Regions from separate parts of the Zea mays genome. Here regions 1 and 2 are each linked to region 3. The links are chromatin contacts, called in public Hi-C maps. All regions are on one chromosome and are shown on one strand. The core of a region is the stretch at or near the end of the contact, and the rest is flanking DNA. Distances in the headings are between cores, read along the strand shown. Region 1 has its middle 6.0 kb from the start of LOC103651001. Region 2 has its middle 26 kb from the start of LOC103651003. Region 3 has its middle 8.4 kb from the start of LOC103650999.

The links. Hi-C and Micro-C count contacts between places; a contact is called where the count stands out from the background.
Region 1: a Hi-C map of ear shows a contact between it and region 3, with 2.1 times the contacts expected there. The contact joins two enhancer-like sites. A contact is called at or near these places in 5 of 25 Hi-C or Micro-C datasets (bundle sheath, ear, leaf and 1 more).
Region 2: a Hi-C map of tassel shows a contact between it and region 3, with 2.3 times the contacts expected there. The contact joins two enhancer-like sites. A contact is called at or near these places in 2 of 25 Hi-C or Micro-C datasets (ear and tassel).

The regions. Positions count from the first base shown.
Region 1 is chr3:183,755,204-183,758,651 of Zm-B73-REFERENCE-NAM-5.0, reverse strand. No RefSeq gene overlaps it. Among protein-coding and RNA genes, the nearest start is that of LOC103651001, 6.0 kb to the right of the region's middle. Within about 2 kb of position 1,686, at least 18 of the 20 cell types and tissues checked have an H3K27ac peak or open chromatin away from gene starts, as enhancers often do. A contact at or near this core is called in bundle sheath, ear, leaf and 1 more, where this site is marked.
Region 2 is chr3:183,807,076-183,810,440 of Zm-B73-REFERENCE-NAM-5.0, reverse strand. No RefSeq gene overlaps it. Among protein-coding and RNA genes, the nearest start is that of LOC103651003, 26 kb to the left of the region's middle. Within about 2 kb of position 1,555, at least 16 of the 20 cell types and tissues checked have an H3K27ac peak or open chromatin away from gene starts, as enhancers often do. A contact at or near this core is called in ear and tassel, where this site is marked.
Region 3 is chr3:183,592,131-183,595,589 of Zm-B73-REFERENCE-NAM-5.0, reverse strand. No RefSeq gene overlaps it. Among protein-coding and RNA genes, the nearest start is that of LOC103650999, 8.4 kb to the left of the region's middle. Within about 2 kb of position 1,794, at least 18 of the 20 cell types and tissues checked have an H3K27ac peak or open chromatin away from gene starts, as enhancers often do. A contact at or near this core is called in bundle sheath, ear, leaf and 1 more, where this site is marked.

The DNA.
Region 1 (3,448 bases), core at 437-2,936, 160 kb before region 3:
TTATGTTTTTGGAACGAATCCTTTTTTTGTCAGAGTTAATGGCGGACTGCAAACGTTTCCCCTTTTCCTTTCCATGTTTGCTGTGGAATGATTTTAGTTTTAGAGTGACATGATGCGTGTTTCGAGCCCGAGGCAGCAGAGTTTGTTCTTCAGAAAGTAAACTGACCTCACCTGTAGGCAATTTCTACAGACTGCAAGGTAAAGCTGTGAGTAACAATTTACCTCAGTCCCTTCTGAAGCAGGCCGGTTGATTTGCTGTAGCAGCACCGTGGTTTCTTGGTTTGGGTCCTGGCAGACATGATGGAAGCTTTTAGAAAGGCAGGGAGAGAGAGAGAGAGCAGAGGACAGAGGGTTGTCTACTTGTACTAAGCATTGTAAGATTCAGTCCAATAACATCTCAAATCATATAGTTGCTGAATTGGATGTTCCAGTGTTGCGATGCTGGTTGGACACGAGAAGAGAACCAGCACATGATGCCGACCGTCGGCAAGTTGGGAGGGAACTGGTAGCTACTGGCCTACTGCTACTGACCGTTATGTTGTCGCCGCAGCCGTCTGTTGCTTTCTCTCCACCGCTGGCAGCCTTGTACCTCTCGATCAGCTCCTCCATGGTCCTGCAGTTGGACGGTTGGACCGGCAGCTCGATCATCATCGGCCAGCAGAGCAGAGCGCATACATGTTGGACGACAAGGACGGTGTACCTGGTGGTGCCGATGTCCGATGTGGGGGTCGCAGAGGACGGAGAGCTCCCAGACCTTCTTGGGCAGCTTGCCCTTGCCCCGCGCCATGGACGATCGGTGCGGTGCGGGTGGATCGGTGTCAGCTTGGCGCCTTGGGTCAGCGAGGAAAGAAGGACATAAGGGACATTTTTCGGATCAGTCCATGTTAAGCAAAAATGATAAAAATGTGGTATCTTTTAAAATAATGGCAATTCCGTTATAGATACAATGAAAATGGTTGTCATATGTAAGGGTGATAAATAGTTAAATTTTCGTTGCGATGTGTCTCTCTTTTGCTTTCTACCGCAGGAAGTGGATCCTTTGTTGTGCATAGGATGGCACCAGGTACATACCATCGGATAGTACTATTTCATATTTGTACACATTAAAAAAATTATACATGTTGAGTTACCCATATATACTCGCAGATATAAAATCTTACCCATACATGTACCCGCGTAGGTAATTTTACTCGTCGGGTAACCCGTACCCGCTAGGAAAGTTTTAAATTTCAATATACCAATCACTCAAAATATTAAATACATATACAAAAACAAGTTCAACTTCACATATAACAAATTATATGATTACATAACTTGGAAGCTAGGTAAATAATAGCTAGAGAGAGTTTTATTTTAACTAAGGTAGGTTATATTAGATGGTTAGAGTGGTATTGATACTGGTATATTTTATCTATGGGTAGACGGATATGGGCAGTCCAACTCGTACCTGTCTATCCAATGGGTAGAGGTTCTTGCTCATTAACATATCAACGAGTAGAGAAATCATCTCATATCTGTCTTTATATCGAGTAAAATCCATCGGATAGTTGGGTTCTGGACCCATTGCCATCTCTAGTTGTGCGCTTGGATGCGCCGAAAATATGGAGCCCCCCACAAGGTGACACGAAGCCATGAATCAGGCCGAACAGTTTGGTATGTTGGGCTGAATAGAGTACTGAAAGATAGCTGGGCCGTAATGAATGACCACGTACAAGTCCACGAAATGCTACCGATCGATGATGATTGAAGGTGCGGAGGTCGTCCGTCCATGCATGGCGACATTTTTCTTCTTCTCTTTGATAATGACACGGTTCGATGTCATCACTCACCAACGCTATTATTATGGGATGAAATGATGAGCTACTGTTTGGGGGGGGGGGGGGGGGGGGGCACTTTCTCTGTCGCTGTTGATTCATGTTTGTTTGTTTGTGGGTGAAGTGGAAATGAGATGTGTACCCTGTAATTACTGCTTTAGCGCTCCGTTTCCGTCTGCGACGAGGATCTCCGAGCTCCCCTTGATCAACGCAGTGATCTATACTTACCCACATGATGGCACGACTAAACATGTCTTGACCTAACGTAATTCCGCAAAAATAAACGCGGCAATACTCGGAATCACGGCGCAGGACTGCACAGCCCACATGTTGCGAATCCTTTTTCCTTGAGGCTTCAGCAGAATCGTCGGGATCACACGTCGCATCCATTCCACTAGGTAGGTGAATGAATCATCTGGCAGTTTGCCCCCCTCACATGTGCCCCTGCTGCCTGTGCTCGGGCGGGCGGGACACCAGAAACGGCCTGCCCCGGCGGGGTATGCCCATCCCCCCCCGCTGTCTGTCAGGACTCAGGAGTAACGCCGCAAGCAGACGAACATGCTGGGGCAGCGACCAGCGACAGCGAGCCCAGCCGAGAGCCGATCATCAGTTCCGATAGCGCAGTTAATAATAATACTGCCCATTTGGACCGCGAGACGCGTCGCTGTCGGCGCCACCAGAGCACCGGCTGCGTGCCGATGCAGCGTTGCTCTCCTCGCTAGGGCTGGACAAAATGCTCGCGGCTCGTCGGCTCGCTCGGTTCGTGGCCAGCTCGGCTCGGATCGGCTCGTTTGAATTTTTTCGTGATCTGAGCTGACATCCTAGCTCGGTTCGTTAACGAGCCAGCTCGGTTTGTTAACGAGCCAGCTCGTGAGCTAAACGAGCTATCACATTTCAGCAAAACAAAACTATATACATATCATTTACGTAACAATTGATGAATATGTTATATGTATGTGTGGTGTTTATAACCTATAAGTTAAACTAATGATTGATGAATTATGTCTATGTATGAAATTGGTCTATACGAATATAAGTGTGGGTTAAACTGCTGAATATGTGTGTGAATAGTGAATTGATGAGTGATGAGTTGTGTTAATTTGGTGTTATATTGATATGGTCTGTGAAACTATGAGTATAATTACTAGTTTATGTTTTAAATTAGTTTGAAATTAACTAGAAATTGATTATTATACATATATTATTTTTTTCTGCTCTGGCTCGCGAGCTAAACGAGCCAGCTCGAGCTCGTAAACGAGTCGAGCCGAGCTGACTCTGTAGCTCGCTACCTTAACGAGCCGAGTCGAGCCAGCTCGTTAGCTTAACGAGCCAGCTCGAGCTCGAACGAGCCGAGCCGAGCTGGCTCGATATTCAGCCCTACTCCTCCCCAGACCCCAGCCCCCGGCAGGCAGCATCTTCTGCGGGTGAACGCAACGGGGCTTGGGACGGGAGTCAGGCTTCTGAACTCGAGCACAGTGAACACGGGGGCAAAAAAAAAAAATACACACACACACAAGCTTAAAGACAGGGCTGCACGTACCGCGCGCAGCAGTACGGGGTTTGCATACATAGCACTGTGTTTGCGTGAGGTGCTTGTTCCAATGTTCCATATACTCCGTACACTGTAGCGCAGG
Region 2 (3,365 bases), core at 306-2,805, 220 kb before region 3:
AGGAGAATATCGGATTATCTATTTTAAACATCGGATAATCCACATAGAATTTGCGGATAACGACGGATTTTTGCTAATTACATATTCTATCCTATATTGTCCGTATCAGATTCGCCTAGTTTTTAGCGAGAAACTAGATATGTTTAGCCTGTTTATTAATACACGTACATGTTTGGATAGACTAGAACTAAATCACAGCTGCTCGTCATTAGCGCAATAGTTCCAAACGTATCCTGTGGCAGAAGGATTTTTAAAAAAAATGGCCGGTGCTACTGCATGAGCAAACAAAACCGGGCGCCGGCGTTGCAGGCAAGCTCACGAGGCACGCCGACGCCGTTTCACATCCTGTCGTCTTCATTCTGTAGTACTTGATCACGTCTTTGTCGCCGGGTTAAACGGGTCAATTTCAAAAAGGGGCAAACGTGGTTTTCTCCGTCCCTAGGCTTAGAAAGGACGGGTAAAATCTCGTTCAGATCCATATTGTTTTCTATATTTGACCCGATCGTTTTCGTATTTATGGAAAAATATGGAAACGAGATGGAAACGTTAGAAGATTTATTTCGTCCGTTTTTTGCGGGATCCTGTTTTTATCTGAATTAAACCCGTATTTATTCCGTATTTGATAAATATGGGATGAATCTAATATACATTATTATATAAACTAAAGCTTCGTGTCTTTTGACAAATTATAGCGCAAGTGGCCATTGTTACCATCGGTTCTTTTCAATGACAAATGGTTTAAAGTCTTAAACAACATCAGATGTAGCTAAATATACACTATTAACAACCAAACAACAATAGAATGATGTCTCTCTATATCTATTTGTTTTATGTTATTGTTCTGTCAATCAATCACTAGTCAAACATCAATATCATTTCTATTTGTATTAAATTATGAGTTTCCGTTAATATTTTCGTTTCCGTTCGTTTTCGCAATTCGGTTTATCCCGCTCCCGTTTTGGTTCCCGACTATTTCGGAGCCGATTCTGTTTCCGATAATAAACAAGAGAGGTTTTTCCGTCCGTTCGTTTTCATCGCTATTCGCACCTGTGCGCAACATTGGCGAGCCTGCCCTAGACTAGACCGGCTGTTCACTTGAGAGCGCGATAACAGGGCTCCTTTTGAAATTTGTTTGGTCATGCAGCAAAGCGCTGTTGTTCCGTCACCTCAGTTGTAAAAAGAGGCGTGATTGCCTACAGAACTAGCCTCGCATTCAAACGGAAGGCAAAGGCGACTAGGCGAGCAAGAAAGGGTTGTTGATCCCTGATCCCCCCGTCGCCACATTTTCCACAGCGCCTTTCCGCCCTCGCCATTTCCCGCGAAAGGCACACGGCTGCCAAGGTCTCGGGCATCAGCCAGACCGCCAGAGAGCCTGAGCTGAGACGCCCAGAGGAGGGGGGGAAAAGAACAGCTGATCCATCGGGGCGAGGACGGGCCGGAACGACGAGCGAGCACGAGAAAGCGCACCGTTCATGATTGCGGTAACGTGCGAGTCGATTCGCCTCGCTCGGCTTTCCCGGTCCCCGGAGCTCGCTCGACCACGGGGGCACGGGCACGGTGGCGCCGCGCGCGGGCGTGGACGGATCCGATCGATCCCCCTCGAGATCCTGTGGCGCGGCCCTGCACTGCAAAGCGGCAGAGAGGATCGAAGCGCGGGCGCTTTACCAAAATTAGAGCTCGGCGATCGGTTTGGGCGATCCGCGCCCTCCTCCTCACTTGTCCTCTACTAGCTCGCATCGCATGGAGTAAAGGCAAAGCTCTCAGAGCTCACCGCATCGCATCGGTGTTCTTTTTCCGCTTGCGCTCAGACGCGCGCTTACTTCCATGCTCCCGGCGCCGATCCCTAGACGTGGAGACGGAGGAGGAGGGTGGGTGGGGGGGGGGGGGGGGGGGAAGCATCACAAAGCGACGCTTTGGCGTGAATCGTGATTGATGCGCCACATAGCAGAACCAGCGTTGCGTTCGGTGATGGAGGATTGCTCCAACGGGCGATGCTTGCTTGCTGCAGCAGTGAGCCAACGCCCAACTGCACACAGGACAGCACAAGTCACTGGATCGTGATCGACCAGCTGGGAGCCTGCATTCCTTTGTTCGTCGACATGGGACTGCATCCCTGGAGCAGGGAACGAGAATCCAATGCCAGCGAGAGAGAAGGGGAACATGAGCATTCAACCCGATCCACCAGAAGCCTGTCATTAAAATTACTACTGCTCCTACGCCTGTCTCTGCCTGTCTTTGAAAACAACGGCTCGTCAGGACCGAGCAGCAAAGCCTCCCTCGAAGCTCGCGAGGAATGGCAGGGAGAAGGGCCCAAACAGAGAAGAAAAAACAACTTCTTTTTTCTGGCCTCAAAGCTGGGATAGGAGGACTTGGTAGTATTTGCATGGGAATCAAATCAAAAGCGCCGGAGAAAAGCAACGGCCCCGCAGCTTTAATCGCGCCTCTTTCCCTTTCTCCAGCCCAGCCGGGCTTGTTCGGTTACACAAATCCAGAGGGGGATTAGAGGGGATTAAATCCCCTTCTAGTAAAAAATGACTATAAGAAGATTTAATCCCCTTTAATCCCCTCTGGATTGGTGTAACCGAACATGCCGTGTCGTTGCCCCGTAGTGTGGCTCGGCGTAGCGACTGTAGCCGTAGTGCTTGCTACGAAGTCGAAGATGCCGCCGCCGCCCGTCGCGTACAGTCAGTTGGTACAGCGCCCGGTCGCTGCAGGAACGCATGCTCTCCCACCGCACACACGAGTACGCGGCGGCGCACCGCGCACGCGCGCCGCCGCCGCCGCGGGGTGACGAGACGAGCTGGCATCTGGAGGAGGCGCAGGCGCCTAATCGCTCGCATGATGACGGGGGTTATGATGATCAGAGACCGCTTTTTGACACCGGAACCATCATATTCATACGCGATCGCGATCGACAAAACCTTTCCGAATTCTTTGCCTGATCATTGCAGCCCAGCTTGGATCGCGGGGGCGCTGTCTGTCCGTCCGTCCGTCCGGGGGAGCGCCCGCCGCCCGCCCGCTCCTCTAATAAAGGCCAAAGCGCGATGGTCACGGAGGCACGCGCGGAGGTGACGTGTGTTGGCTTTCCTCCAAAGGCCAAAGCGCGATGGTCAAAGCTTCAACGAACTTGCCAGGCAGCAGATGGATATGGGTGGTTTCGAACAGCTTTCGAGGGGAGTTGGAATTCACTCCCTAGATCTCGCAACTTCTCGTTGTGGTATGACTGCATTGTCTGATCAGAAGCATCGCCAAAGAGGGACCAATAGATTGTTGGAAATTTTGAATATGTGTAGTCGAGGATCTGCACAAATGGTTAATCTAGAGAAATCTGACATTTTCTTTGCTAATGTATGGTGAGCAGCCCA
Region 3 (3,459 bases), core at 545-3,044:
ACCGTGTGAGTGCGAGAGACGGTTTAGGGAGGTTGCGGTGTTCCTCTTGGACATGGCTTCAACACCATCGACCATGCCACGTCAAGCTTCCATGTTGCTGCTGTTCATAGGATCGGTATACTAGATATCCAGATTTTCAACACTAACAGGCACGCCGACAATGTGCTGACGAGGAAGCTTAACGGTGGCACGGACCGCTTTGGTTGCCATACGTAGCTGTGTTTTTTTCCCCCTTAGTACTATTGCACTCACATCGTTTATATGAATATTTACATTTGAGACTGGCTATATTATTAATCATAAATATCTAAAAAAAGTAACTAGATATGGTTCCTTTTGAAAAGTAGTCTAGAAACCATATTGACAAATAGTTTTTTTATAATATATTTGACTCCTCCGAAAAAGCTGATTTGATCGAAAAGACAGAGCTAATACTATTTTTTAAGAAGCCAAAGCTCTACCAAAGGCCTGAATCTGAAGTGGCGGGGACTGCGGACTGGTACGACCGGACAGCGAGCTTAGGCGTGTGGGCTTCGGCCTAGCGGTAGGTAGGCTGCGGCTTGGATGGGCCGGTTGTTAGAAGTAGCGTGAGGCCCATGCTGTAATCTGTTGCGCAAATATAGGCAACGATGGTAGAGAGGGAAAGGTAGGCGAGAACAAGATTACCTGTCTGAATAACTGAAAATCCCACGGCCGTCACTCGTCAGCCGCGTTCTGCGCCATTTCCCAGCCCCGTCCTCCTCCGTTGTTGTTGCTAAATCTATTCCCTGATTCCACTCTAGCTACCGAGTTTCATAGCATTTGTACCTGCCCCGCTCAATAATTCTTGTATATATGACGTCATTTGATGCGAAGATCAGCGCAATATATTTAAGGTGCCCGCAAGTCAACCATGGAGAGAAGGGAAACATGTCAACTATGGTGGAAGTTCACAGTTCGCTGCACCTGTTAAAGATGCCGCTATACCAAGCTGGAGTGCAGGTACACGCACCACTTCCTCATACATATAGAAAAGGAGGCCGCTCTAGCTCTCTTAGTGCGCTCTAGTAGGTAAAAAGGAAATGACAATGTTGCTCAGTAAAATTATGATGCTATTAATTAATGTTTCGCGGGTATGGCGACACGCACTGTCTTGGTGGTCCGGGAGGGGCTCGGAATCTGGAATCTCTGCCCTGCGCCTCTATTTCCTCAATTATATCGTCCATTTGCGTGTGAGGGTAAAGGCTAACGCGCGCGGACATGACGCCCAAAAAGCTCCGTCCGCGGGCGTCCCGACGCTTTGCCACGGCTTTCACCCGCGCCCAATGGCAGCGTAAAGACCACCGGAAAGGAGCAGCACTAGCAATGCCGCCGGACGGGCGGGGGCTTTCACCTGGCACGAGCAAAAGTCGCCGGTGCGGGGCGCAACGCAAAGCAGCACCGGTACCAGCGCAGCGCAACGCGAGTGCAAGTGGTCGTGTCATACAGCCGGCGGCTCCCAGGAGGAGGGAGAAGACGCCGGAACCGGAAAAGAGGGTTGGCTGGGTGGTGAAAGAGAAAGCGACCACAAAGCATCCGGCCGGTGCAACGGAAGGCGCCCAGCGCAACAACGCCCCCCCCCCCCCCCCCCCCCCCCCCCCCCCCCCACTTCGCCAGCCCGCCCGGCGTCGCGTTGGATTCGCATGAATCTTGCGTGTGCCAGCCCGAGTGCTCCCAGGGCCCCGCGCGCGCGCGGCTCCTTCAGGAGCCCCACTGCCTGCGCGCGGCATGTTGCGGCCAGAGCAGCCTGGCTCTGGCCCTCGGCGTGTAGCTGGAGGCAGCACACACACAGGCGTCTGTGCTGCGTAGGCGCGTAGCGTAGTGTACATGGGACAGGGCACGCCATGATCAGCAGACGCAACAGGCGTGGCAATAAAGGCAGTGCGCGACTAAACAAAACGAGGTGGTTAGCGGCCGAGGGACACCAGCCACCGTCGTCATGCTCATGTGGTAGAATCAGTATGTGGAGCAGGCACGCTGTAGCATAGCACCCGCCATTTATTTTTTTATTTTTTTTATAGATTTCAGGCGCTTTTACGCTTTTGTCCTGACCGGACGAGACAGCCCATTCGCCGGCTCTCAGTGCTATCAGAGCAGTGCGATCTGGGCACTGAATCGCAAGCGGAGCTGGACTGCGAGACGGGAGCAGGGGCGAATGATGATTCCTGGCGGGAGAAGTAGGCCCTGTCCAACGGTGCTGACGTGACACATGAGGCAAGTAGCACGGACACTCTGCTCCGGTCCGGTCTGTGTTCCTCGCTGTGCGCTCGGTCGATCCGTCTCTCTACTAATTATATTTTATTTATCTTATCTATTATTTTAAACTTTATTCCATAAATAATATTATTTATAATATAAAACAATATTCTGCACGACTATATATATAATTTGGAGGACACAATCCTAGAGAAGATAAATAGATGAAATCTGATATTTAACCAATTACAACAAAAACTTCGATCCCAAATTCCCAATTAGTTGCTAGAGCAAGATAGAATGTAATTGAAACAACAAGAGGAGTTCTTCTTCCACGTGTTGCTCTTATCAATGCAAAAATGACTTAGGGAGCAACACAAGTGACTTGAATCAAGATCAACACAAGAGAACTTGGAGAGGGAGAGGAAAAAACAAATCGCAACAAAACACACACAAAAAGACACGACGATTTGATTTACCGGAGTTCAGTTCCAAACGAACTTACATCTCCGTCGAGGCGTCCCAAGGGACCAAGTCTCTTTCAACCTTTCAAGTGATTATGAAGATCAAACTTGAGTTCTCTCTTTTTGCCCAACTCATGCCGAGAGGACGAAGTCTCCGCAAGGCACTCCACAAACTCGGAGCCTCTTGCTAGCATTTCCATTCAATAGGAGTTCACAACTCTGAGAACAAGAGCACAAGATCGCAACAACACACTCTTATCTATCACACTCACACAAGGCACTAACACAAAAATGCTCTAGAATGGCTATCGCTTGCTCGATTCTCTCTATTTGGCAATTGAGAGGCTTTTGATCTCTTTGGAGTGTTGCTCTAGCTTGTAGGAGTTAATTCTCATCTCTAGTGTGTTCAATGGGCTGATTGGGATGTATTTATATCCCTTAACCACCCAAATAGTCGTTGAGGACAATCTCCAAGATACGCACTTTCCTCAGGTGCACCCGACCGCCCACAATATAGGTCAGGTGCACCATTGGAGCTCTGTTAGATTGCAAAATCAATGGTTGTTCTAATGGAAGGTTGCCATGTCAGGTGGCACCGGACCGGCACCACCAATCCGGTGCACAACCAAACCCCGCCACGTGTGATGCCATGTCATCTAGCCATTGGAGCTAGGAACTAGTCGTTGAGTCCTGACAGGTCTGGTGCACACCTAATTTAGGTCTAGTGCGCCAGGGTCTTCAGCTCTTCAAATCAATTGTTTTTGCGTAAGTGGTTCGGTGC